7 separate regions of the Mus musculus genome follow, and all the other regions are linked to region 3. The links are chromatin contacts, called in public HiChIP or PLAC-seq and promoter capture Hi-C maps. All regions are on one chromosome and are shown on one strand. The core of a region is the stretch at or near the end of the contact, and the rest is flanking DNA. Distances in the headings are between cores, read along the strand shown. Region 1 holds the start of Wdtc1 (WD and tetratricopeptide repeats 1). Region 2 holds the start of Med18 (mediator complex subunit 18). Region 3 holds the start of Fam76a (family with sequence similarity 76, member A). Region 4 holds the start of Phactr4 (phosphatase and actin regulator 4). Region 5 overlaps Slc9a1 (solute carrier family 9 (sodium/hydrogen exchanger), member 1). Region 6 holds the start of Slc9a1 (solute carrier family 9 (sodium/hydrogen exchanger), member 1). Region 7 overlaps Wdtc1 (WD and tetratricopeptide repeats 1).

Region 1 (2,700 bases), core at 179-2,678, 420 kb before region 3:
GCAAAGACCAGACACTTATGGGAAGAGAAACTTAGGACCAGCACTCTTTTAAAGATTTGTTTATTTTTATGTATATGAGTACACTGTAGCTGTACAGATGGTTATGAACCCTCATGTAGTTGCTGGGAATTGAATTTAGGACCTTAGCTCACTCCAGTCAGCCCTGCTAGCTCCAGCCCAAAGATTCATTTATTATAAATAAGTACAATGTAACTGTCTTAGAGGCACCAGAAGAGGGCATCATATCTCATTATGGATGGTTATGAGCCACCAAGTGGTTGCTGGGATTTGAACTGAGGACCTTCGGAAGAGCAGTCAGTGCTCTTAACCGCTGAGCCATCTCTCCAACCCTGGACCAGCACTCTTAAGTGCTAAATGTTTGTACTTAGTCTCCAGCACTGCCTGGTTTCATTCCTTGTTTTCTAACCAGTTGTGTGACCCTGGGCTAGCATCTTTTTAACTACTTTATGCTTGTTTCTTCTTTTTAAAAACATAGGAACAATTGTATCTATCAAAGAGAGCATGCCCAATACAGTGAAAATAAAAGTGTTATTACTTAGACGTTGGCATACTGTGTATCTGCCACTCTAAGAGAAGAGAAATGTAAGGTGATTGCTTTTGAGTTGAAGCTCCTGGTCTCTCTCCCTTAAGTTATCTTTACTGCCACCTTTGTCACCTTGGAACTCCCTTAGAGAGGAGGGTGTCTCCGTTCTGACTTGGAGCTTGAAAGTCAGAAGAGCAATTACTTGGCTAGTATTAGATAGACCTTGTCTGCCATCGATCTGGGTTCCTAGAGCTCCCAGGTCACTCAACATAGGACCTTTTCCTTCCAGCACCTGAAGATTCGAGCATGGAACCTGTAACTTCAGCAGCCCCCTAGAGCAAGGAGCAGGCTGAGGCTTTGCTCTGGGAGGACTCAGGGTCTTAGCCTTAGGTGTCCCCTAATTTACAGCATCAAAAGCAATTTTGATGAGCTCTTAGCCCTTGGAGGGTCTGTACTGGACCTGGGAGAACATGTGGAATTGGGACTCAGAAAAGGTGTAGTGGGATGGGAGGTGCGTCCAGGTAACTAATGGTAACCGGGCGGGGCAAGTCCACGCCGCAGGACCTCTGCGATGGCGAAAAACTACGACTCCCATGATACTCCAGAGCTGAGCCCCGCTTTTCCGCCCGCCCACTGGCTGCCGTTCCCGCGAGCGGTGAAGCCGATTGGCCCCGGCGAAGTGGGGGGCTCCCCCGCTAGCAGGTTAGTGGGCGCCACCGGCAGCAGACGTTGACCGGGCGCGCGATGGAGGGGGGGTGAGGGTGGCAGAGAGGACTAGGGCCCGCGCTCACTATTCAGGAAACTGCCGAGCGCCATCGCCGTAGCGTAGCCGCGGACCGTGAGACGCGGGGCCGGCGCGGAGACTGCGTGGCGCAGGCGCAGTGCGGGACTTCTCCTGGGTCCCCAGACAGCTGGAGGAGATAAACAGAGGAGGAGGGAGGGGAGTGCGTGTGTGAGAGCGCGCGAGGGAGTGTGAGTGTGTGTGAGCGCGGGTGTGAGGCGGTGCGCAGGGGCGGGCGGAGGCGCTGTCCGGCCCCGGCCAGGCGCCGGGCGGGGAGCATGGGAAGAGGCTAGAGCTGCCCGGGTCCCCAGCCCCCTTCCCGGGATCCGCACCCCTGCTCCCGGGAGAGGGGCCGGGCCCCCCCGGACCGACATGGGCTCCTGAAGTTGCTCCGCTGCTGGTCCTGGGAAGAGACCTGACAGGTACGGGTCGCCGCCGCCCCATCCCCGCCGCAGATGTCGAGTCGGGGACCGGCTCCCAGAGCCCCGGCTCCGGGGCCGTCCGCTCTGGGCCGGCTCCCTGCTTGGGGGCCTGAGCCCGATCGCCTCGGGACTCCGGGGTGTCCCGGGAAGGGGTCAGGCCTCGGCGGCGAGGAAGGGCAGAAAGGGCCGGGGAAGGGAGGCTAGAAGAGGACTGGCTGGGAGGTCGGGGGAGGGGGTGGGGGAAGGCTGTAGGAGTCCCGCAGGCTCCACCGGGGCAGAGGTAGAAGTCGTCCTATCACGGGACTTTTATTTATTTATTTTTTGCGGAGTTTTTGACATCTGATCTGGCGCCGATCGCACTCAGGAAGAAAGGGGCAGGTGGAAGTTTCAAGAGGTCAATGACCTGGTCTGCTCTTTCCGTGTCTCTCTGCCTCTCTTTCCCTCTCTTGCTCTCTGTTTCTGTCACCCCATACTCCTTTTCTTTCTTTCTCTCCTTCTCCTTCCTCTCTCTCTCTCTCTCTCTCTCTCTCTCTATAGAGAGAGAGAGAGAGAGAGAGAGAGAGAGAGAGAGAGAGAGAGAAAGAGAGTGAGTTTTCAGGCTTCTGGCAGTCGCAGATGCCTTCAGTGGCTCATCCTGGCACCAAACTGAACTTTGCCAAGGTGTTTGCATCATCGACTGTAGCGCTAAGTACAAAGGGTCTCTGCTTGGGAGTGGGCTATTAGTACCCACTTCAAAGGGTAAATAAGAATCGGTAGAGATAAACTGCAAACCCGCAGGATCTCTTTCTGAAAAGCTTTAGTGGAGCGTCCCGTCCCACGCCCCACCCCCCACCCCCCATCCCAAGCCCGGTGATTGGAGTTTCTTGGCGACTTATGGTTTGCTCTCCGCTGCAGGTGCATTACCAGGACTAATAAGAATTAAAAAAAAAAAAGTATGAGGGTTTACATGCGAT
Region 2 (2,787 bases), core at 80-2,579, 460 kb after region 3:
AGTGACCTTTGGGGAAATGTTAAGGAGGGAGGGGTCCTGAAAGATTAAGGGTGCCTCACTCTATGTCCCTTATGTGTTTGGCATATGTACAGAGTTCAATAAGTACTTGTTGAATTTAAAATCCTTATCTATCTATCTATCTATCTATCTATCTATCTATCTATCTAATGTATATGTGTGCCTAGATATATGTGTACCATGTATGTCCTTTAGCATGGATGCCAGATGAGGGTGTCAGATCCCTTGGAACTAGAGTGGCAGGTGGTTGTGAGTCACATGATATGGGTGTTAGGGCTGAACCCAGGTCCTCTGAATAACAGCAAGTGCTCTAAACTGCTTAGCCATCTTCCCAGCCCCTAGTTATTTATTTATATTTTGTGTTATGAGTGTTTTTGCAAGTGTGTATGCATGTCTACCACACGGATGCAGTGACTGATGTAGTCAGACAAGGTAATAGAGCCCCTGGAAAGGAAATTATAAATGGTTGTTAGCCACTATGTGGGAGTTTGGGACCTCTGAGAGAGCAGCAGGGGCTATTAACTGCTCAGCCATCTCTCTAGCCCTTATTAATTAACTTATTTATTTATTTATTTATTTATTTATTTATTAAAAACCTCACAATATTGTTTAAGCGTTGAATGGCTCTGCTGGAGAGATCCTTACCACAGCTTCCCAAGGTTCTCAGATTTGAACTGTGCCTGGTCCCATGTATTTAAAGTTATGGTATGCACTGTAAATTGAACAAGTTTGCTGTTGTTTTGTATTAAACTTATGGCCTTGCACATGTCAGACAAGGCTCTAGCACTGAGCTGTTTCTCCAGACCCTTGAAAGCACACAAAATATTGTTCCTGCTGAGGTCTATATATAAATACACAACGCTGTGGTTAGCGTTTCCGATTTACAACATACCCCTTCCTTTTCTTTTTCTTTAATTTAATTTTTAACTTATTCATTTTACATCTCTTTCACTGCCAGCCCCGCCACCTCCGCCTCCCTTCTTTTTCAATGTGACTCTCCTTCCTCGCTCCCCCCAGTGGCTGAGTTCAAAATTTAAATATGGTATCCAATCGGCTTTATGAGATCTGATCAAAACATCCAGGTCGTCGAAGCTGAAAAAAAAAAAAAAAAAAAAAAAAACGTATCCTAGAGCTGTCCTATGACAGTCACCTTCCACGGTACCACTCTAGACTAGGACCCCAAAGCAACAGCAGCCCCGAACCTTGCGCGTGCGCTCTTGCACACCGGTGCCAGAAGGCGGGCGCGTTCCTTGCCCTCTCGGCACCCTTACTTTTCGGGGCGGTAGCGGAGAAGTTTCCTGTCCCTCAGCTTCCTACCGGAAGTGCTGAAGGGAGAGTTTGGCGGTTTCTCTGGCTCTGCGCTGGCGGCATTTGGGGGTGCGGATTGCGGGTGTGCACGCGTGGATTTAATTCCAGCTTTACAAGGATCTGTAGCGCGGACGGAGACGTGTTGCTAGTGTAAGTGCACACGTGTCCCGGCTGCCCGCGTGGGAGGACCGGGACAGTCACTCTAACTTCATATTTCCCGCCTGGCTCATTTGCAGAGGCGTTCTCATAAAGGCAGAACCAGTTCTAGTTACATCGCTCGTGTGCCCTGGGGCCTTTCCCTGAGTCTGCATGGCCTCCGCATAGAGTGAAGGGTGGACAAGGTCCTTAGGTCTCCCTCGGATCTTTTCTTTTGTTTTTTCTTTGAGACAGTCTCACTGTGATGCCCTAATTGGCCGGGATTTGCTATATAGACCAGTCTAGCCCGAAGCTGCAGCCGTCCTTCTAACTCTGTCCCCAAGTATTGAGATTACAGATGTTCCCCCCAACACAGCCGGTTTTTATTTCTTTATGTTTGGAAACGAGGCCTCTCAGTGTAGCCCAGTGTAGTTACCATTTTTGAATATGAATGTCGGTTTCTTTCGAGCCAGGTAGTGGGTGGGGGAGACGAGGGCTGTGGGGTTAAACACCCTTGGTCTTATTTTAAACGAGACAGTAGGTTTCGGAACAAGAGGTTACATAGCTGCCTCGAGATTACATAGAAAAACGTTTATAAGGTTCAGAACTTGATACTAGATGGCTATTCCGTATCTCCGGAGCTAGAACCCCTCTTATTCCCGAGTCACCCGTTCTTGGAACCGGCTGTATAAGCAGATGTGCAAAGTTAAGACTGAATGAGCTTTGGTTTCAAGGCCACTGCCGCAGCAAACAGGGTATGGACAAGTGTGACTTTTCCAGGTGGATCCTGTGCTTCTCCGGTTGGAAGATCTGTTTGCAGTTCTGTTGTCTTGAACCTAATTAGAGGCATCATGGAGGCGCCTCCAGTCACCATGATGCCCGTCACTGGGGGCACCATTAACATGATGGAGTACCTCCTGCAGGGTAAGTCAGCCAAGGAGCTTGTGTTACCAAGTTTTCAGTTTTTTCTGGCTAGAGCAAGTTGAGATGACTTATAGGCAACTGTAGGGTTCCTGTAACTGTGTTTAAAAGAGGGTGGGTGGGAAGATGGCTCAATGGCCAGAAACTCACTCTGTAGACCCTTCTGGCTGCAGGGGCCTGGGATTATAGATATTTACCACTATTGTCCTATTGTCTGTTCTCTCTCTCTCTCTCCCTCTCTCCCTCTCTCTCTCCCTCCCTCCCTTGCTCTTTCTTTCTTTCTTTCTTTCTTTCCTCTATTTTTGTTTGTCTCCGTATAGTTCTCGCTGTCTATAGACCAGGCTGGCCTCGAACTCAGAATTCAGAGGTCCATCTGCTCTGTCTCCCAAGTGCTTGGGATTAAAG
Region 3 (2,708 bases), core at 147-2,646:
TCACACACACACACATACACAGAGGCATGCACACTCACAAACACATTTTTAAAAAAAGATTTATTTATTTATTTTATGTATAGGGGTACACTGTAGCTGAACAGATGGTTCTGAGCCTTCATGTGGTTGCTGGGAATTGAACTCAGGACCTCTGCTGGCTCCAGCCTTGCTGGCTCCAGCCCCAAGATTTATTTATTATTATATGTAAGTACACTGTTGCTATCTTCAGACACACACTAGAAGAGGGCATCAGACCCCATTACAGATGGTTATGAGCCACCATGTGGTTGCTGGGAATTGAACTTAGGACCCTTGGAAGACAGTCAGCGCTGAGCCATCTCTCCAGCCCCACAAACACATTTACAAGTAAAAATAACTTTTAAAAAAGGTTTATTGTATGAATGATCATCGATATTTTCTATTCCTTTCTTTCCTCTCACTTCCTATGCCCTACCTCTTTTTCTTTCTCCAGTGCTAGAGATCAAACCAATCCCTAAGTCTCACACACACTAGAACGGACAGATCAATTAGCTCCATATTAAGTGAGGGGGACACAGAGACACACACACAAACTAAAATGTATTAAAGGTTTTGGGTCATGTACAGATGGCCTCCATACACACACAGCCAACCGATCTCAAGAGTATCATGGCCACCGTGTTCCTATTGCCTTTAATTCTAGCTTCAGGTCTCTACTGTTTTACCATTTTACAACTGCCCATCTTTTGTAAGTGCACGTGAGTGCAGGTGCCTGCTGAGTTAAGAGGCATCAGGGATAGCCCTGCAGCTGGAGTTACAGGCGATCTGAGCCTCCAGATGTGGGTGCTGGGAACCAAACTTTGCAAAAGCAGCATTCGGAGCCTTCTCTCCAGCCCATAGAGGACACTCATTTAATATCCTGCTTTTCCCCTCCGCCTGCTCCAAAGATAGACTTTCCTCCTTGGTTGCCAGTGGGTTTAAACTCCGGATGGTCTCGTAGTTCGAATCCGACGTTGCCCGACTGTCACCCCAATCCCACACTCCTTCGGCTAGCGGGAAGCTCCACGGCAACCCAAAACATCACAACTTCATCGAGTATCGCGAGAAGCTCCAATGCTCCCGCAGCCCCCGGAGAGGCGGAGCGAGGGCGGAGCCTCAGCGGGCAGGTGGGCGGAGCCCGAGGGCTTCCGCTATCCTACTCGGAAGACGCTCTTTTCAGGCGGCGCCCCCGCGTGACTGCGCTTTACATAATCGCGGCCCCGAGCGTCACAGTGGCGTAGTCCAACCCGGACCGAATCAGAGCCGTCGGGAACTCCACGTTCCGCCCCCTCCCGCGTGATCGACGTCCACGCGAGCCAGCGAACGGCCTCTGAGCACCGGAGAGCCCGCCCCTGCGCCCGCGGCCCGCCCTCGCCCGCCCGCCCTCCGCAGCCCGCGGCCCGGCCGCCGCCGCCAGGTTGTGCCTGAGACTGTCAGATAAAGCGGCGGGCCGGCGGGAGGGGCGGCGGCGATCACGGCCCGGGCCGGACATGGCGGCGCTGTACGCCTGCACCAAGTGCCACCAGCGCTTCCCCTTCGAGGCGCTGTCTCAGGGGCAGCAGCTGTGCAAGGTGCGCGGGCTGGGGCGGCGGCCGGGAGCTGGGGACGCTCCAGGCGCGGTTCGGAACTCTCGGTCCAGCGAGGACGGCTGCCGGGGTCCCCTCGGGCAGGGTGTGGCCGGCCCGTTTTGCGGACGAGCTGAGCCGGGCCCGCAGAGGACTGCAGGGTACTTGTGGGAGCCCCGGGCGGAGTCCAGGCCCTGGCAGCCGGCGTGTCCTGGTGCTTAGCAACGGCTGGGGTTTCTTCTCCGACCTGGTGAGGTCGCGGGAGGGGACAGCTCCCCTGTTTGTCCCCGACTGGCCCCCCGGGAAGATTTCCTTGGACCGCCTTCTCTTCTGATGTGGTCGTCTTGAGTGTAGAATGACGGTCCAGAGATTTCCCTTGTCCTGGATGAGATTGAACCCCGGAATCAGGTGCTGCTTGTGAGGAGTGTTTTGAACTCTGGACACTTCGTGGGCACTTTACAGCCGATCTCAAAGTTAGAGGTGGCAAGGCTTTATTAGGGAAAATGAAAAAAGTACCCCAACAGTGTCTTGGAACACACACGAACAGGGTGACTTTTTAGCATCTAATTGGTAGCCTTCCTCCTCATCCTAAGCATTTTTTAACCCCTGAAATGCCAGCGTTTTTATATATAACTTCCTCCCACCTCGTCGGTTCAAGAGAGCAACAGTTAAGTCGGCAAGCTCGTGCAGAGTTGCCGTTGACAGATCCTCAGATATTTCAGATACAGAATGTGTGTCTGTGTCCGTCCGCTGTGTGTAGTTCACCTCCCCGCGTCCCCCCAAAAAGATGCCCACATACTTTCCTTAAGCCACTTGGGTTTACTGAGTCCGAAAGATAGTGTTTGAAGGCCCCCTTGGACATAAAAACTTTGATCTAAACATTTTTCTTGTTTGTTTCCGAGGCAGGGTCATATAACTTGTAGCTCTGGCTGTCTTTGAACTCTCAGAGATCTATCTGACTGCCTCTGTCTTCCAAACGCTGGGATTAAAGTCGTGTACTGTTGCTCAGTCTAAGGCTGTATGATTCTTTGTTGTTATTTTTGTTTTTTGTTTTTCCAAGACAGGGTTTCTCTGTATAGCCCTGGCTGTCCTGAAACTCACTTTGTAGACCAGGCAGGCCTCGAA
Region 4 (2,826 bases), core at 257-2,756, 500 kb after region 3:
TTATTTATTTATTGTATATGCGTACATTGTAGCTAAACAGATGGTTGTGAGCCATCATGTAGTTGCTGAGATTTGAACTCAGGACCTTTGGAAGAGCAGTCTGCACTCTTAACCGCTGAGCCATCTCACCAGCCTACATTGTTACTTTTTAAATATTTATTTTTTATTAATTCCAGTTGTGTGTAGGTGAGTATTTGCATGCAGTATGTGCACATGAGTGCAAGTGCTCACATAGCCAGAGGTTCACAACCCTTGGAGCTGTAGTTAGAGTTGTGAGCTACCTGATATATAGTGCTGGGAACAGAACTCAGCCCCTTTAAAGAACAGCAAGTTCTTAACCACTGAGCCATCTCTCCAGCCATTATTATTATTGTTGTTGTTGTCATCGTCGTTGTCACTGTTGTTATTATTATATTACCAGACAGCAGCTGGCTGGCCTGCATTGGTTTTTGTTGGGTTTGTTTGTTTTGAGACAGGGTCTCACTATGTAATTCTGGTTGGCTTGGCCTGGAACTTTGTAGATCAAACTGATTTTGAACTCAGCAATAATCCAACCCTTGTCTCCAGAGCATTTAGGAATACTGGTGTGTGACACCACAACTGGGTTGTAATTTATTGCTTTTTTTTTTTTTTTTTTTTTTTGGTTTTTTGAGACAGGGTTTCTCTATATAGCCCTGGCTGTCCTGGAACTCACTTTGTAGACCAGGCTGGCCTCGAACTCAGAAATCCACCTGTCTCTGCCTCCCAAATGCTGGGATTAAAGGCATGCACCACCACTGCCCGGCGTATTGATATTTTTAATGTTATAGATTGCGTATTTGAAAGGTATAAGTTTTTCTATGTTTCCCTCTGTATGTATCGTATGTATACTTTTCCGTCTAAGATGGGTGTAACCCATGGGTTTGGCATTTAAAAAGATCCTCCAGCAGTGGCAAGAAGGGGGTCTGGAGGGTGATATAGCCCTGGAGGTTGGAATGAGTGCCACTTAGAAACAGATGGTGGCTTCTACTAGGTAATCGTTAGTGGGAAAAAAATTTAGTTGGGAGGGGGGGGGTGTAGAATGTCTGCGCTTAATAGGCTGGGTTCTGTACTTTCACAAAACACCGCGGGTAACTTGTTTGTAAGTTTTTTGCACTTAAAACTGGTTATCAATAGTTTGAAACAAACTGGACTTCTTTTGTAGAGCACAACACACACATCCTTTCTTGGGCATCGCCGGGAGAGTCTGTTCCCGAACGTGTCCTCCCAAGTCCCGAGACCTTCCCCTTGCTCAGAACTGGGCAAGGTGCCCAAATCCGTTTATATGCAGTGCACCGGACTCTGGCGGCGCATGCCCAGATCGGCAGAGTAGGGGTCAGGCGCCTCGCAGCGGAGGGCCGGCAGTTCCCGCCATTTTGTCCCGCTCGCCACACCGCTGGCCACTGCAGTGGACTACAAGTCCCGTGAGGCTCCGCGGCGGCACTTCCTACCCTCCTCACTGTCCGGCCCGCTCCCTCCGCCCCCCCTCCCCTGGGGCCGAAGGCTCTGGCTGGAGCCAGGCGGCCAGAGACCAGGTAGGATTTCCGGGAGAAAGTGCTGGGGAACCCGAGGAGGCAGCGGCGACTTGGGTAAGTTCCCCAAACTTGGGAAAGTGAGCACCTCCCGCGCGCGCGCAGCAGCGGCAGGCTCGGCTCGACTAGGGGTCGCGGGCCGAGCCTGGGTGGGGGGTTAACGGCGCCCGCGGCGGTCAGTGCAGCCAGGGCGTGGCGGGCGGTAGCCTCCTCCCTCCTCGGCCCTCCCACAACGGTCCCGCGGCGGTGTCCCCGCCTGTGGCCGGCCGGCGCACACTCGCGCTCTCCGCCCCCCAGCCTCCGCGGGGCCCTTTTGTCTGCGCCGCTTTTCCCCCTTTTGTGGCAGTGCACGGAGTCGCGGTCTCCAGGGGAGCCCGCACGTCCTGCTGGGGACTGCGCCCTGGGGATCTGGTTACTGTAACTGGATCGGGTCAAAGTCCATCTTTCAAAAGTGACCTCCCTCAGACCTCTGCATCCTGGCTGAGCAGAGAAGAGACTTAGGAGTCTGGCATAGTTTCAGTGGAAACCTGGAAGTTATTGTCCAACTTCTTTCTTAAATGTCAGCCTCCGGTAGCTAGGGATCAAAACTCAAGGCGCTAAGGCGCTTTTCTCCTCCAGTGGATGGAGTCTAAGAAAAAGAAGTGAGACTTGGAGCCTCAATCCCGGAAACCGAGAAAGAGTGGAAATTTGCTGCGATACGTGTGGCAGCTGGGATGGAGGGGTTGGGTGATTGTGGAGTGTGTGTGTGTGTGGGGGGGGGGGGGGGGTGCGGCGGCGGCCGCAAAGAACTCAAGCGAATCATTGCCTCGGAAACCTGAAAATTGGAGCAGAGTGATTACCAGGACATCATTCATTGCCTGCAGTCTTCGGCACTTCATTTTCCCACGCTGCTCCTCGACTCTCCAGAATACATCCCTTTCTCTTTTTTTAAACAACAACTCCACAAAGAAAAACTCAGCTCACTGAAAGCACCTGCTTTGTAGAAAAACCTAGATACCCAGTAGATTCTAGAAAGCATTAAAAAAAAAAAGGTTGAAAAAAAAAAGGCGATAAAATATGTATTTACTGGACACCGATGAATTGTGTGGATTTGATCCAGTTTGGTTAGATAGTGGTAACTGTATGTTCCGTCGAAGAACGAATCTTGAGACTTAGCATAGGGGTAAAGCTTTTATAAAGGCCAAGGTAGAGATCCTTTGAAAAATCGATTAGTATTTCAAATTCCTTGAGTGAAGACAGTTGGGACTCCTTTGAGTCAGGAAAGGTGTTTTGAGAC
Region 5 (2,700 bases), core at 130-2,629, 470 kb before region 3:
TGCTTCCTCCTGTGTAAGATGGGAGAGCAGGCCAGGTCCTGTCTACAGTTTCCCAGAGTCCTTCTTGCTGGGTGCTCTTTGTATGCTCATTTCACCTCCCCAGCTCTGCGCAGGAGGTCCACGTAGCTGAGAATGAAGGAGCCGACTTCTCTCTCTCCCATTGCACTCACGGGATTCTAGACTTAGTCTAGAATCTCCAAAGGCTCTGAAATCTGACTTGCTCCTTACATGGTCTGACCACAGGCTACGAGCAGAGCTGGTGTAGGAGGAGAGATGATCAGGTCCTAGCGCTCTGAGGTGCCATGCCCTCCTTCAGGACCTGTCTACTGACTGGCCTGAATCTGAGCACAGCCCCTCCCCCTTAGAGGCTCTCCTAGGCTGGTACTCCAACAGCAATGGTGTGGCAAGAGCTGCTTTGCTGGGGAGCTCTGATCTACTGTCTCTCAGTCCCAGGCTGAGGGACAGATAAGCAGAAATCTGCTTTGCGCAGATGCCTCTGCAGCTAGCTCAGTCTTAAACATCTCCCTAATACCCCAGTGCAGGTCAGACCATGTCACCCTGCTCCTGATGGGACCACACAACACTTAGTACTGACTCTAGCAGCCAACCCAAGACCCAGCAGAGGTCTGGCCCTGTCTCCTCCACTCTCTCTTCACACTTCTCTAATCACACTCTCTTCAGGACCCTGGTCTTTGAAGAGCGGACTGCTTCTTTCCTGTCACTCAGCTGCCTCCTTGGAGAGCCTTCAGACCTATGTTTATTTCCTTTATACACATACTCCTGTCTGACATTGTTGGATTTACTGTTCAACACTCCATACTTGGATGTGAGCCCTTTGACACCAAATCCTCTTCTGCCTTGATGCTGGCTGCATCCTAAGGAAACGGACACAAAGAGGATGGAACTGGCTGGGAAGGTTTGTACTGACATTAACTAGCCTGGGTGATCAGGAAGGCCACTCTGGGGACATGTGACTTGAAGGAAAATGCTAGTTTGAGGCGGTATACAGACGGTGTTCTAGGTTAGGGGACAAGCAGACACTACAGTCTCAGGGGGAAGCGGGCTGGCAAGGGAAACAGGACATGACATTGAGAATGGTATAAGCTATAGCTCTGAGATTGTGTCTCAAGTTCAAAAGGAAGCATCAAAAAGAGCTTCAGCAGGGAACACCATGTTCCGGTTTACATCCTACAAACTCCTCGCTGCTCTATGGTCACCTCATTACAGCCAGCGCTGGGGGCCAGAGTCACCACAGGGTGCTCAGGCAGGGACAGAGAGACTAGGTGTGGAAGGAATGAAGAGCAGCCCGTGACCTAGGCTACAGTCCCCACAGGCTGGAGCTCCAGCTGCTCAGCAACCCAGTGTAACCCAACCTACTTAATAATGTCGCTTCCCGCTATGCCAGCGCAGATTCTTTCAGCTGGGCGTCTACTCATGTCAGCAGCTCAGTCTTGGCCAGTGTCCCAGGCCTCCTGATTTGATGCCTCTTTCCTACGGGATCTGCTCACTGGTCTTCCCAGCCACATCTCTTCCCTCTCTAGAGGCTTCCCATGTGCAGCAATCTCCAAGTTACCCAGTGTCGGTTTCCTGAGATAGTTATAAGCCGGCTAAAGGCAAACACTGCAGCATGCTCGGCTCAGGGTCATCGTGAAATGGACAACCATGCACTAAGTGGAATCCTCAGCACAAGACCAGGAACTGGCGAGAGCAGTCACGGCGGCTCCCTAGCCTGGTCCAGGGCAACACACGTCATAGACTCTCACCAACCCTGACAATGGCTTCTGCTTTCCCTGCTGGCTGTTTGGTGGAAGGATTGGCACTGTCCCAGTGGGTTTCAAAAGCAAAGGGCAATCTGGACTGGTGGCTTACTCATGAACACAGCAGTCAGTAGGGTAAGGCAAGAGCCTGCTGTGAGTTCAAGGACAGACTGGGCTACAGCGCTAGAGGCAGTCTTTTTTTTTTTATTTAAGATTTATTTATTTATTTATTATATGTAAGTACACTGTAGCTGTCTTCAGATATCCCAGAAGAGGGCATCAGATCTCATTACAGATGGTTGTGAGCCACCATGTGGTTGCTGGGATTTGAACTCAGGACCTTCAGAAGAGCAGTCAGTGCTCTTAACCACTGAGCCACCTCTCCAGCCCTAAATGGTATCTTTTTTTTTTTTTTTTTTTTTGGTTTTTCGAGACAGGGTTTCTCTGTATAGCCCTGGCTGTCCTGGAACTCACTTTGTAGATCAGGCTGGCCTCGAACTCAGAGATCCACCTGCCTCTGCCTCCCGAGTGCTGGGATTAAAGGCGTGCGCCACCACGCCCTGGCTGAGGCAGTCTTTTTTTAAGCAAATGCAATCAGCATCACTTGGGGCTCTTTCCATCATCACCTCACGGCCGTGCCTTCCTCCCACTCTCTGTCAGAGAGCAAACCAACACTTCCCCTTCAGGACCTAGGTCAATGCTCTGAAAGTGAGTCACCCCCTCCAACACACACACACACACACACACACACACACACACACACTCACATTCATATATACACACACACTCATACACACACACATTCAAACACACTCACACATATACATACTCACATACACACTCTCACACACACTCATACACACACATACACACACACATTCACACATACTCATACACACACTAACTCACACATTCACATGAGTTCGATGCACATATACATAAC
Region 6 (2,727 bases), core at 91-2,590, 450 kb before region 3:
TCACAGGCCAGAGCTGGAGTTTAAGGACCAACAAAAAGGAGGGAGAGGCTGCCCGCCCGCGTTGCAGAAGTGGTTCATTCAGAGCCTGAGAAGCAGAACCTGGTAACAAGTGGGGCAAGAAGCTCACCTATCTGGTGGTGGCAGCAACAGCACCATCATGCACTTACCTATCTTCATGAGGCAGGCCAGGAGAATCCAGAGGGAGATCTCAAAGGGTGTGCGCACGTGAGGGTAGTCAATGTCCAGGACTGGGAAGGCCTTCCGAGATGGCTTACCGCCATGTTCAATGATTAAGTTGGTCAAATTGTGGTCATCTGGGCGATGGAGAGGCTCTGATGGTGCCGTGGTGACATCCCCAATTGAGCGTTCCCGGGGTGGTTCAGAACCTCTGATGGTGCTGGCAGTAGGGCTGTGCTGGAGGCCGTGGCTCCTGAGAACAGGTAGCAGTCCCACCAAGGCAACCACCACCAGCAAGGAGGGGAAGATCCGAGGTGGATGAAATCCCCAGACGCCGGACCACCGAAGCATCATACTGATCCCCCAGCCTAGGAGGCCTCAGCCCTTAGCGAAGTGCGTGTAAGACCTGGGACATAGGTAGCAAGGAGTCCTGCAGATGGGGTGAGACTGGGGCAATCTCTAGGAAAAGTTCATGTTTTAGAGAAGTATTTTCGTTTTCTAGAGATTCACAATCTCAAAGTCCAAACTGCAAAAAGGGGTTAAGTACCTTGGAGGGACTAAGGAGGAAACCGAAAGGATCTAGAACTTCAGGCTGAGAGAAGGAAATCGGGGAAACTGCGTCCTGAAGAGAGGGGAAGGGCCGGATAGGCTGGACCACGGGCAAGGGAAAGGAGGAAGAAGGATAGGACCTTTGGCTAAGGAAAATCACCAGGGTGCTGGAACTCGGCTAAAGGGGAGGGGTAAGGAGCCTGGGCTAAAGACGGAAAAGGGTGAGACCCACTCCGCAGGGAAAGGCGAGAGAAGGCTGGAAGGCCAGCCTGGGATAAAGGAGTATAGCAGGAAAAAGGCTGGGGCTTTCCCACCCACAGGAGAGCCAGGGTCCAGCCGCGCCGGGCTGAGATTCCGGGGAAATGGAGGGAGGCGGAAGACAGAGGCAGACGGCCTGGCGGGAAGGTGCCTCGGCGCAGGCTGGAGGCGGCTCGCAGTGAGCCAGCAGCAACACACCCCTCCTTAAGACCCCGGTGCAGAGCTGTGTTCCACCCCGGCCCAGCGGCAGCTCCTTCGGTCAGCTCCAGCTCCACTTCCAGACCTGACACAGCCCCGGGTCCCGCGGTAGCGGACTGATGCCTCGCTGAGCACAGCGCAGCCATTTATAGGCACCAACGAGTAGCAGGCGCAGCAAGCTAGAGAGACCTGTCAGCGCCCGCGCGGTGCAGCGGCCCCTGTCGCCCAGGGAAGGAAGTGTCACGTAAGAAGAGGAAGCCGAGACCTAAATTGGAAAAAAAAAAAAAAAAAAAAAAGTACAATCTAACACGAGTGACATACTGTACTATCTACAAAGTGTTTTCTTGTTAGCATGTGACTTTGAACAAGTTATTTAGCCTCTCTGTTTCACAGCTTTCTCAACTGTAAGGTGGAGATGGATAGCTATAACAAAAGGATAACAAGATGGTTAAATGAGGTGATCTATGAGAAATGTTTAGAATGAAAGGGATGGGATCGTGGTTCAGAGGTAGAGTGCTTGTCTACCATTGGTTCCTATGCCCAGTGTCACAAAATAAAGTTAAATGAATGAATGAAATGGGCTAGAAATCTGCACTCTGTATGTTCCCAAGCATTGACCTGTGCTGAGGACCGTGTGAGCTGAAATCCGTTCCTGCATCCCAGCCACAGGTGCTTTGATGGCAATGTATTGGCTTCCCTTGACTGTGGCGGCATAACCCCAGCCTCCCTGTATCCGTCTTTAGGTCCAAATTTCCCCCTTTAAAAGGACTCCAAGCAAATTGAATTAGGAATTGGCCCTAATGGCGTACCTTACCTTGATCAACTTCAAAAACCCAATCTGAGCCACGAACGGTGGGAAACTGTAATTCCAGCATTTGGGAAACTAAAGAAAGAGGAATTTTTAACTCAACGTCAGCTTGTGTAACAAAGTGAGTTCTAGACCAGGCTGAGGTCAGTAGGGAGACCCTGTCTCAAAGAGATTTAAAACAACAACAACAACAACAAAACCCCTCATCTAAATAAAGCCACATTCTCGGGCACTGAGGGGTGGGCAGGGGTAGGACTTCAGCTTCTTTTGAAAGGGCGTGTTTCAACTCATAACAGTAGTGAAACAACCAAAAAGTAAGAGGCTGGGTATTGTTTTTGTCTGTCTGTCTATCTGTCTGTCTGTCTGTCTGGTTTAAAGAGAAAAGAAGGATTTTTATTATCTGCAGACAGAAAACAGCTTCCAGAAGGGGCATGTTCTGTTTTGTGCGAAAGGCTACATTCTTACAATGTAGCCCAGCTGGCTTCTAATTTTTGGCAATCCTCCTGCCTCTCCCTCTCAAGTGGGATTACTGGTATGCACCACCACACACAGCCGGAACTGGAATTTGAATGAATGATATTGATTAGAGTTCAGAAAGGTCGAGACATTGTGTCTACATGGTGCAATCATGAGAACTCTTCCCCCCCCCCTCAGAAGTAGGATCTGAACACAGAACCCTGTGCGTGCTAGGTAAGCACACCACCGCTGAGCCCAGACTGAGAAGTTTTTAAATCATT
Region 7 (2,817 bases), core at 107-2,606, 390 kb before region 3:
TTCTTCCAAGAGGATGGGTTGGTTCTCGGCTACCTACACTAGCTTAAGGGCCTAAGCAGTGCTCTGACCTGGTCTTAGTCATACAAATAGCATAGGGCTTTTTTAGGCTATTAGCCACCTCTGGTCCTGGTTGCGGGGCCTTGGGGAGGCCCTGGCTGTGAGGGTCATTTAGACTACTAGCCACCTCTTGTCCTGATTGTAGTAGCTTAACATGACCTGGCCCAACAGATAACACAAGATGAAAGAACAGGTTTTACATCTTTGCTTGGAAGGACAATCCTGCATGCTTATCATTCGTTGTTTCTTTGGAGATCTGTGGGTGCAGAGCCTTGGTGCCCCACTCCCAGAAGCAGGGTTTTTGCACTGAGGTGACCTGTCGCTGGGCACATTGGATCTGAAGTGACCTGTGAGGAAAGGGCTTGTCAGCCCTGCCGTTGTATATTTATTTATATCTGTGGGCCCACGAGTGTGCGGCTGTCTCCTTAAGAGCAGTGACTCTACCTGAAACCAGAGCCACCTCAGGGAGCTCTGAGCCTCATCACCCTGAGTTCTGCCTCACTCCCTCTCTCTCACCTCTGCGGGTGAGTGCCTGGGATTGTTCTAGAAGCAGAACAACTGGAGCTTGGTTTGTGGTTCTGATGTGTGGGAAAGACGCTGCAGTACGTCTGTGGTCACCTTCCAAGATTATATTTTGACAGTAGTTGTTCACAACCTTCTAGTGTTTTTAGTGTTAAGATTTTATTTATTTTATGTATATGAGTACACTGTAGCTGTACAGATGGTTGTGAACCTTCATGTGGTTGTTGGGAATTGAATTTAGGACCTCTGCTCTCTCTGGTCGGCCTCGCTTGCTTAATCCCTGCTTGCTCTGGCCCAAAGATTTATTATTATAAATAAAGACAAGTACACTGTACCTGTCTTCAGACACACCAGAAGAGGGTGTCAGATCTCATTACAGATGTTTGTGAGCCACCATGTGGTTGCTAGGATTTGAACTCAGGACCTTCAGAAGAGCAGCCGTCCCTCTTACCTGCTAAGCCATCTCACCAGCCCAGTTTTGGTGGTTTAAATAAAACACCTCTTTTTCTTTTTTGTTTTTGGTGGTGGTGGTAGGTTTTTTGTTTTTGGTTTTGTTTTGTTTGTTTGTTTGTTTGTTTGTTTGTTTGGGATAGGATTTCACTGTGCAACAGTTTTGGCTGTCCTGGAACTTGCTTTGTAAAGACTAAGCTGGCCTTGAACACACAGAGATCTGCTTGGCTCTGCCTCCTGAGTGCTGGGATTAAAGGGGTGCACCACCACCACCCACTAAAAATACATTTTCAGCAATGTATTATGATATAGGTGTGTGATATGGGACGGGGGAATGTGAGGAAGCCAAAGGACAGCTTGGTGGAGTTGATCCTCTCCTTCCTTTTTATGGGACCCCAGGCTTGATTTCAAGTCACCAGGCTTGTGTGGCAAGTGCCATCACCCACTGCACTCTTTCCAGTTTGTTTAAGAAAAGCCTCCTTTTCCATGGACTTAGTGAAAACACTGCCTCTGGGCATTCATCATATTCCGTCCAGGCGCTCCCCCTGGTGGCAGCTGCGGCACATTGCAAGCAAGGCAGCACTGAGGGCTTACTTCACCTATTTTTGCTGTGGCTGGAATCTATGCTGCCTCCAGACAAGAATAAAGATTGAGGCATGCCCCTAAAAATAAGTTTATATATTCCTATTTCTAAGTGACAAAGCAGAAGAGCATTTTTGTTTTCTCTTCCAAATAAAAATCAAAAGGGAGAGCTGGGATATAGCTCTGTGGTAGAGCAGCTGCCTGCCTTTCTCCATGCCAGTATCTGATCTGTCTTCAGTACAGGGAAGGAAGGAGGGGAGATAGACAAACAGACACACACAAAGGGACAGGGAGGGAGAGAGGTTTTCTTCGTGTCATCTGGAATGTTACGTTCTTCACTTGACTGGGGTGATGGTAGTAGTCTTATAGTGGCCAGCCCTTCTCCACAGCCCAACATCTGCACTCTTCCCACTGTTTGCTCTATAAGGAGTATTTGGCTGAACATTTTTTGCCTAGATCCCATTTTCTCTTTTGGATCCTTTGGATCTTTCATAGAATTAGGAGTTTAGGTCAAAAGATGGGAATTGCTTTTTAATCCAAACCTGGATGGCCGGACATGTGGATGAACTGAGATGTAGGTGGGTGGGTGGGTGGGTGGATATATAAAGCCCCAGTCTGGGTTTGAACAGCCTTGCGGTGTTCTGAAACTCAGTGGTTGGTTGCTTGCTCTGCTTTATTTTGGTGCTAGAATTGAACCTAGAACATCAAGGATGTCACACATGTGGTCTGCCAGTAAGCTATGCCCTTAGCCATGACCCTTAAAGGTTTCTCCTTCTCCTATGCTCAGGATTAAACTTTGGTTTTTACACATACTAAGTGGGTGCTCACCTCGAAGAGACACACCCAGCCCCTAATTTGGGAATTCTTAGTAAGGGATAGCGAGAATTATCATCCACTCAGTTCCTATCTGGAGAGGAGTCAGAAAAAAGGGCTCCTTAGGCAGCGCAGCTCGGCGTGCATGGTGACCACTCCGACTGCACGAAGTGCAGATCCTGACTGAACTTCTGTGCTGATCGGCTGCTGCTCGATAGCCAGGCTCACTTTGGTGAGCTCTTACAAACTTAGTGATACGAGAGGGAGAAGGCGCGCTGACACCCAGGCCATTCTCCTTCAGTAGCCAGCTCTCTCCTATCTCCTGCCAATCATTTGATCTCTTGTGAGCAGTTCCTGCCTCATGCTGGAGACCGCATTTTGATCACGGGGGCA

What was found. HiChIP or PLAC-seq counts read pairs in DNA pulled down with a chosen protein or histone mark. Capture Hi-C pulls out chosen DNA fragments and counts their contacts.
Region 1: a promoter capture Hi-C map of adipose tissue shows a contact between it and region 3. The contact joins the promoter of Wdtc1 here to the promoter of Fam76a in region 3. A contact is called at or near these places in 3 of 39 promoter capture datasets (the 3T3-L1 cell line, liver and neural stem cells), 2 of 484 Hi-C or Micro-C datasets (B cells and bone marrow-derived macrophages), 12 of 115 datasets of contacts at active chromatin or transcription factors (the 230-238 cell line, astrocytes, embryonic forebrain and 8 more) and 3 of 9 other capture datasets (adipose tissue, liver and pancreatic islet).
Region 2: a contact with region 3 is called in a promoter capture Hi-C map of adipose tissue. The contact joins the promoter of Med18 here to the promoter of Fam76a in region 3. A contact is called at or near these places in 1 of 39 promoter capture datasets (pre-B cells), 4 of 115 datasets of contacts at active chromatin or transcription factors (embryonic stem cells, intestinal crypt epithelium, memory CD8 T cells and 1 more) and 1 of 9 other capture datasets (adipose tissue).
Region 4: a CTCF HiChIP or PLAC-seq map of the NIH/3T3 cell line shows a contact between it and region 3, with 7 read pairs. The contact joins the promoter of Phactr4 here to the promoter of Fam76a in region 3. A contact is called at or near these places in 5 of 39 promoter capture datasets (the C10 cell line, liver, pre-B cells and 1 more) and 1 of 15 datasets of contacts at CTCF or cohesin (the NIH/3T3 cell line).
Region 5: an H3K4me3 HiChIP or PLAC-seq map of forebrain shows a contact between it and region 3, with 2.8 times the contacts expected there. The contact joins the enhancer-like site here to the promoter of Fam76a in region 3. A contact is called at or near these places in 3 of 115 datasets of contacts at active chromatin or transcription factors (embryonic stem cells, extraembryonic endoderm stem cells and forebrain).
Region 6: a contact with region 3 is called in a promoter capture Hi-C map of adipose tissue. The contact joins the promoter of Slc9a1 here to the promoter of Fam76a in region 3. A contact is called at or near these places in 5 of 39 promoter capture datasets (embryonic stem cells, erythroid cells, hippocampal neurons and 2 more), 5 of 115 datasets of contacts at active chromatin or transcription factors (double positive thymocytes, embryonic stem cells, fibro-adipogenic progenitors and 1 more) and 2 of 9 other capture datasets (adipose tissue and liver).
Region 7: an H3K4me3 HiChIP or PLAC-seq map of bone marrow-derived macrophages shows a contact between it and region 3, with 4 times the contacts expected there. The contact joins the enhancer-like site here to the promoter of Fam76a in region 3. A contact is called at or near these places in 5 of 39 promoter capture datasets (hippocampal neurons, liver, neutrophils and 1 more), 1 of 15 datasets of contacts at CTCF or cohesin (large pre-B cells), 17 of 484 Hi-C or Micro-C datasets (the G1E-ER4 cell line, bone marrow-derived macrophages, brain and 11 more), 16 of 115 datasets of contacts at active chromatin or transcription factors (astrocytes, bone marrow-derived macrophages, embryonic basal ganglia and 9 more) and 2 of 9 other capture datasets (adipose tissue and liver).

Annotation. Positions count from the first base shown.
Region 1 is chr4:133,338,043-133,340,742 of GRCm38.p6, reverse strand. Wdtc1 (WD and tetratricopeptide repeats 1) reads left to right here and starts at 1,428. Exons shown (of 16, transcript NM_199306.4): 1 at 1,428-1,747.
Region 2 is chr4:132,462,463-132,465,249 of GRCm38.p6, reverse strand. It overlaps Med18 (mediator complex subunit 18), which reads left to right and starts at 1,329. Exons shown (of 3, transcript NM_026039.3): 1 at 1,329-1,476; 2 at 2,242-2,385. The coding sequence starts at 2,313.
Region 3 is chr4:132,921,239-132,923,946 of GRCm38.p6, reverse strand. It overlaps Fam76a (family with sequence similarity 76, member A), which reads left to right and starts at 1,396. Exons shown (of 9, transcript NM_145553.2): 1 at 1,396-1,589. The coding sequence starts at 1,509.
Region 4 is chr4:132,421,126-132,423,951 of GRCm38.p6, reverse strand. Phactr4 (phosphatase and actin regulator 4) reads left to right here and starts at 1,506. Exons shown (of 13, transcript NM_001161797.1): 1 at 1,506-1,607.
Region 5 is chr4:133,388,055-133,390,754 of GRCm38.p6, reverse strand. The region is part of intron 1 of Slc9a1 (solute carrier family 9 (sodium/hydrogen exchanger), member 1); the gene reads right to left. Among named protein-coding and RNA genes, the nearest start is that of Mir5122, 20 kb to the right of the region's middle. Within about 2 kb of position 1,379, at least 82 of the 459 cell types and tissues checked have an H3K27ac peak or open chromatin away from gene starts, as enhancers often do. A contact at or near this core is called in forebrain, where this site is marked.
Region 6 is chr4:133,368,348-133,371,074 of GRCm38.p6, reverse strand. It overlaps Slc9a1 (solute carrier family 9 (sodium/hydrogen exchanger), member 1), which reads right to left and starts at 1,340. Exons shown (of 12, transcript NM_016981.3): 1 at 168-1,340. The coding sequence starts at 531. It overlaps Mir5122 (microRNA 5122), which reads right to left and starts at 1,299; the gene lies at 1,211-1,299.
Region 7 is chr4:133,308,895-133,311,711 of GRCm38.p6, reverse strand. It overlaps Wdtc1 (WD and tetratricopeptide repeats 1), which reads left to right. Exons shown (of 16, transcript NM_199306.4): 6 at 2,776-2,817. Among named protein-coding and RNA genes, the nearest start is that of Wdtc1, 29 kb to the left of the region's middle. Within about 2 kb of position 1,356, at least 5 of the 459 cell types and tissues checked have an H3K27ac peak or open chromatin away from gene starts, as enhancers often do. A contact at or near this core is called in bone marrow-derived macrophages and cortical neurons, where this site is marked.